Linked DNA regions of Gossypium hirsutum: region 2 is linked to region 1. A link is a contact called in public Hi-C data. All regions are on one chromosome and are shown on one strand. The core of a region is the stretch at or near the end of the contact, and the rest is flanking DNA. Distances in the headings are between cores, read along the strand shown.

Region 1 (3,066 bases), core at 309-2,808:
AAAACAGATATTATAAAAACGTATAATGAGATTAATATTTTAAAAAATTCATTGTGTCACGAGTTTGAAATCTCATCATAATTGAGTTTTTATTGATTTTATATAAAAATAAGATAAAAGCATCCTTAAAATAATACAACTTATTTTGTATTTAGAAGAGTATTTTAGTAAATTTCCAACTAAATTGCTGTTTTGTTGGGTTTTTTTCTTTTGGTGAATTTCAAGAAGGTAAAACCCTAGCAGTAAAGAGATTAGCGCAACTCGTATTCAAGACACACTTGAAGCGATGATGAATATCCTAACCATCAACTTAATGAGATACTTCAATATAAGTATACATAACTTCCTTTGTATATAGAAGGGCTTTTTGATAATTCTCTACCAACTAAATCAAGAACTTAAATGCAAGTAAAATTAGATGTTTGACTTTATTGAGGAAAAAAGGACAATATATAGTAAAAGTTCAAAAATATAATTCAATTTATTTTCCAAAGATGTAAGATTAATAGACCGAATTAATTAAAATATTTTAATTTAATTAAAAATTAAATGATTAAAAAATTTAATTAATTTAATTAATATTAATTCAATTCAATTAATCGTTTAAATACTACTACCAATAATGAATAATCACTAGGATTTTAAGAAAGAGAAAACAATGTATATATATGAGATGCATTATGGTTTAAGAGAGGGCAAAAGGAGACAATCCCAATCCCAATCCCAATAGGCAAAGGAGAATAAAAAGATTGGTTGTTTAGCCAATGAATGGGTAGAACAGGAATCAACCACCACCACCACTAGAATTAGCATGTCACAATCTTTAATCTATTTTTGTGGTGATTAAGAGGATGTGTCACAATCCTTTTTTAGTCTTTCTCACCATATATTTTTAGTAATCATCTCCACTTTGTTTCCCAACCTGTTTCAAGCAACCCTGACATCATTCAAAGGGCCCACACTTGAGGGCCCCATATTTGTTCAATCGTTTTGGCAATGAGTAATTTATTTGAGCACTAGTATTCTGTTTGTCTGGTACTTACAAGGATATACAACAAGAATTGCAGATTGAATCATGCGCCTAGATTCTTAGTAGGTATATTTATTTATTGACTAGTGAGGTAACAACGGAATAAGATGTTGGTTTGATGAAAAAAGAGGGAGTTTGAAGGTAGGAAGGACTTTTTGGTATTATGAAGATAGTTCAGAAGTTTAATGTGAGAAGTCTTAGAGAATAAATTTATTTGAGTTGTTTGCATGATTTTTTTTAATAGGGGATGTGATATTTTGAGATATATTTATATATATATATGTTAGGATGACTAGTAATCAATTATTTTAAATCTTCATATGGTCTCAGCAAAAATTTATAATTATAAAATTTATTAAGTTGTGATATGTTAACCAATCACCGATCATTAACTAATTGTGAGTTCACGATATCGTTGGTTTAATTAAAAGACATGTGAAGTTTTTTTTATGAGTGTTGTTTGAGGTTTGCAAAGCTCGCTATCCAAGGTTATAGCAATATATATATCATAGCAGTTCCTTTGCTAATGGACATTGCCTCCATAGGCCAAACCAGATGAAACAAACCACTGTTTGATATTAAAATAACTTGGCAACTTGCTAGATAAAACCAATGACTGATAATGGCAATGCTAAACTTGAGAAATGATTAGTATTGTTTCATTGATTAATATTAATTTAAAGGTAAAGGGATGGCCTACTACTTTATCTTTAATTATACGACGTTCTAAGTCACTATTTCACTCTGGCTATCCCTTATTATTGTTGCAATGGAACGTTTGCGGAGGGAGAAATGAAGGTTTAGCAAATTACATCCGAAACTCTACTCAAAGTAAAACAATCTAAATAAGTTTTGGTATGTCTTTCTTGTCCATCTTCTTCTACCCATTTTTTTAATACTTTCTATATGTTGGTTCTGAATCTCAGTGACTTGGTATTTCTGGGTTTTTTTTTTTGGGGGGGGGGGAGAATTTCCTTGGCTCTGATTCTGGGTGGGTTTTCTTTGGTATCTGGGATTTCAATGGCTTACCAAAAGGTGGTGTGTGGTTTATAAGTCTACCTTTTGTTTTATAAGCATTGTTCAATGTTATCTTTTACTCTTTTCTGTTACCAGCTTTGTGGTTTAGTGTTACATCGCGACTGGTCGCTGATTATGCACAGGGAATTGCTTGTACAATTATAGCCTACCGGCTATTTTTATTTGTCTTGATGGTCTAGTTGTGTTTAAGCATTCAAACAACCGTCTAAGCAAGGTTTTCTTGAAAATTGACCACAAGAACCTTTTACTGAAATCTGGGGTTTGAAACAGAAGGTTCATATTCCTTAAGGGGCTTATATGGTCGTTTAACCTTTTTCATCCACTTCATGAAAGTATGGTAATTTGTAACCAGAGATGTAAGTGAACTATGGTAATTTGTAACCAGAGATGTAAGTGAACTCACAGGCCGCCTATTTTTTCTTACTTTAATTAGCATTTATCGAAGGGAGTTCAATTGATATTAGACAGCAAATGTTTTACTTTCCTTGTGGCTGTTATGCTGATTGCTTAACTTTTGTTCTGTTTTACAGGTTCTTTTCTGGGAAGACATTGTTCATTGTCTTAAAATGATGATGTACTTTGATCTCAACGTCGGTGGGTTGATTTGATACTTATTTCTTTCCACTTTAAATTGATCAGCGCAACAGATTCAGGTTTGAAGATTTGACTATCTGAAGAATGTAACTTTGGTGATAACAGAGTGCAGTCCTTTCAATTTCATAGACATGCACTGTATCTGACTGTTCTGGTGGACATATATTCAACTTAGCTATAAGCTTAATCTTGAAATAGCCTTGAGGTTCAATCACTGAACTGCCATCGAAGATCTCTGATTCTCATTGTTGACTTCTACATTTCTACAATATTTTGGTATCTGTCCATTAAGGAACAAGATGAAGGTTGGGATATCATCCAAGACCATAAATCACCCTAGCTTTGTATCTGTTACACAGAGCGGTCCTAGCAAGGGAATTGGAGAATCATATCCCAATGCAGTA
Region 2 (3,066 bases), core at 353-2,852, 160 kb after region 1:
TTTGCGTAAGCTGTTATTTGACAAGGCTAATGAATATGATTTTTAGTTTTGTAACGGCAACATACTTAAAAGAAAACATGAAAGCAAAATAAACAAGTCATAAAATAAAAGAAGAGAGAAGCTTACCGACATGAACAAGCACGTCAGGCTAGCTGCCCAAAAATTAGAACTGTCAGTAGTTACTAGAAAGATCCAGTTTGATGCGGATACTTTGTGGGGCCATGGCTGCCAACAACGCAAATGGAAAAAGTCAATTAAGCTACTTACCGGAAAGTTCCCCTGCTCATGGCCGGGTCCAAAGTTCTTCCGAAATATAAAAAGATTTGGATAAAAATATGAATTCGAAAAATAGGTTTAGGTAAAGAAGATCTGTTTAGAAAATGAGTCTAGCCTCAAGTAAGGTTTTTTCCCGAACCCGACCCGTATTGGCCCAAATATGCAAAAAAAGAATTGCTATTTTTTATATTGTTTTCTTGTTGTTTACTACTATTTTGTTGCTATTTTCTTCTTCTTGTTTTTTTTCACTATTTTCTACTATTTCACTATTATATTACTGCTATTTTGTTGTTATTGTTTGGATATTGTATAACTCTTGTTTTATTGTTAATTTGGTTATTATTTTAGAGGTATTTGCTTGTTAAGTTGCACCTATCTATCTTAGTGTTATTTAAGTATACATATATATATTTTTAATTTATTTTCAATTTGTTGGGAAACATTTATTTTAATATTTTTAGTAGTTTTGATGTATTATATTTAATATATATAAATATTTTTAGTAGTTATTTGAATCAACTCGAATAAAAAAATTCAATTTTTTTGCTTTAACTCATATATGAATTACAATATTCTAAGTTATCTGAAAATTCAAATAAGAAAAGGCAAAACTACGTCATTTTGATAAATGTTTACCTTTTCTAAAATTAAAAGTCAAAACCATCAAGTTAAAAGGCAAAATTACGTCGTTTTGATAAATGTTTACCTATTAACCTTACTTATGTAGTTGAATAATCTTTTACTTCATCTATTAGTTAAATAATCAGTCCATGTAAATACAACATTGAGTATAAATAATAAGATTCGTTAACTCAACTTGACTTGACTCGATTCAAAAAAAATTCAAATTGAGTTCGGTTGCTAAAATAGTATTCATTAACTCGACTTACTCGAAATTTTTTTACCCAATTCGAATCAACTCGATCTAATGCTCAATTCTACTTTTCCTTGCAGGTTGTTATGTCAGGTAGTTAAAACCCAACAAAACCAATGGTTTTGGAAATTATGGGCTCATTTGTTTCTTTTGGGCTCACTGAACTCTCTCTTGTTTTATTTTAAAGCCCAAATTAACGTTTGTTCATCCAACCTTGTTGAGATTTTCATTTGTGGAAAGTTATAAGTTTGAATGATAATTGTTGGTGTTATCTATGAAGTCCAAAGACATATAAAGAGTCATAGACACGTATACATATAATGCTCTGAATAACGACACTAAAAACTAATGGTGGAGGAGCCAAGCTACTTGCTCCGATCTTCCGAAGACCACGCCTTCATTTTGATTCTTCACTCTTTATTAGGAACACAACTCAACAAACAAATCATTATCAAAACCAAACCAAACCAAATGAAGCCAAACAACATATTAGATGGTTTATAGATAGAGTTCCATAGCCATAGACCCTTTGCTACCACTAGAACCTCATTCACCCACTTACCGCCAAAAACTAGTGATGTTGCCAACAAGGTGGGGCAAGGGAGGTTTGTATTCTCCGCACCATGCAATCAGGATCAATCTAAACCCAAGGTTAGGCAACAACCAGAAACCATAAGTTAACACACTACTATTCAAAAAAAAAATATTCATTCAAGGAGAGGGTGATGATGATGAAGGGGGCGGCATTGGCGGCTGATATAAAGAGAAACCTTGGGGTGATGAAGGAAAGGGTGTTGGAGAAACTGGCTGCTGCTGCAGTCCCTGCCGATGCTTTGGAGAATGCTAGGCATTTCTTGGAGAGTGTGGTGAGGGATGTTACGGTTGCTGCTCAGGGTCTTACCAAGGATGCTTTGCACCGTATCAAGACTCATCTTGTTGATATTCTTCCTTCACTTTCCCCTGCCATTACTAGAAAGGTAGGTTTCTTTCTCTTCCTCTCTACACCCTTCTTGATTACTGGTAGGACTGTGGTGTTCAAAGGGTGAGACTTGAGTTACATATAATAAGCTCTAGCTTCACATGTATGATTAATCTTGTTCAACGGAAGGGACTTTCTCATTTCTTAGTAGCCAGCTTTTATCTACTTGTTAGAAAAATCAGATTCTTTTGAACATCCTGCATACAGAAAATTATAACATAGCTTTATTTGTTGTTGAGACCAGAAATGCTGTTTAGCTATTTTTATCCTAGTAAAGTGCAGTGTTGCTTCCTCAAGCAATATAAGCTCCTAAACTGTGTAACCAATAATCGAACTGCCTACTCTACTGGACCTGTTTTAGCACATGAACTTTGAGCCTGTAAGTTATGTTGTCAGTCCTTTATGATACATGTATTTTTAGTTCTTCTTTACTCTTTCTTCTCCTTTATGATGGCTTGGAACTACAAGACTGGTAATTTTTTAGCCTTAACTTGTAATTGGCATCATCATTGGTGATTTGAGCAGATGGTGGATGATGCCGAGAAGGAAGCTAACGAAGAACACGAAAGCGAAGGGGAACAACAAGAAGGAGAAGAGGCAAGGCAAGATGAGCATCAACTTAGCGGGAAGTCCACGTTTGTGTCACCGGCGTCTTCTCTGTTTGCTTTAATCAAACCATTATCCAGGCTTTGAAGATTATATAGGAAAGTCTAACATACTCGTTTTGTCTACATTTTGCTTCCAGGAAATTAAGTTTAGAGAGCATACACAGTCGAATCTCTAATTGAATAATGGAAAATCAATCCATGTAAAGAAGATAAAGTTATGTGAGAAGCAAGCATTTTCTATAGTTTCTTTACTGCCGTCTTGGATGTTCTTTCTTTTGCTTTGCATCTTAGGTAATGATGGTCAAATTCATAAAACGTAACCTAACCCA

Evidence for each region. Hi-C and Micro-C count contacts between places; a contact is called where the count stands out from the background.
Region 2: a Hi-C map of leaf shows a contact between it and region 1, with 2.5 times the contacts expected there. The contact joins the promoter of LOC107906392 here to the promoter of LOC107958474 in region 1. A contact is called at or near these places in 10 of 34 Hi-C or Micro-C datasets (callus, hypocotyl and leaf).

What each region holds. Positions count from the first base shown.
Region 1 is chrA05:11,099,936-11,103,001 of Gossypium_hirsutum_v2.1, forward strand. It overlaps LOC107958474 (myb family transcription factor PHL6), which reads left to right and starts at 1,559. Exons shown (of 8, transcript XM_016894251.2): 1 at 1,559-1,885; 2 at 2,599-3,066. The coding sequence starts at 2,962.
Region 2 is chrA05:11,260,885-11,263,950 of Gossypium_hirsutum_v2.1, forward strand. It overlaps LOC107906392, which reads left to right and starts at 1,603. Exons shown (of 3, transcript XR_005927063.1): 1 at 1,603-2,127; 2 at 2,655-2,951.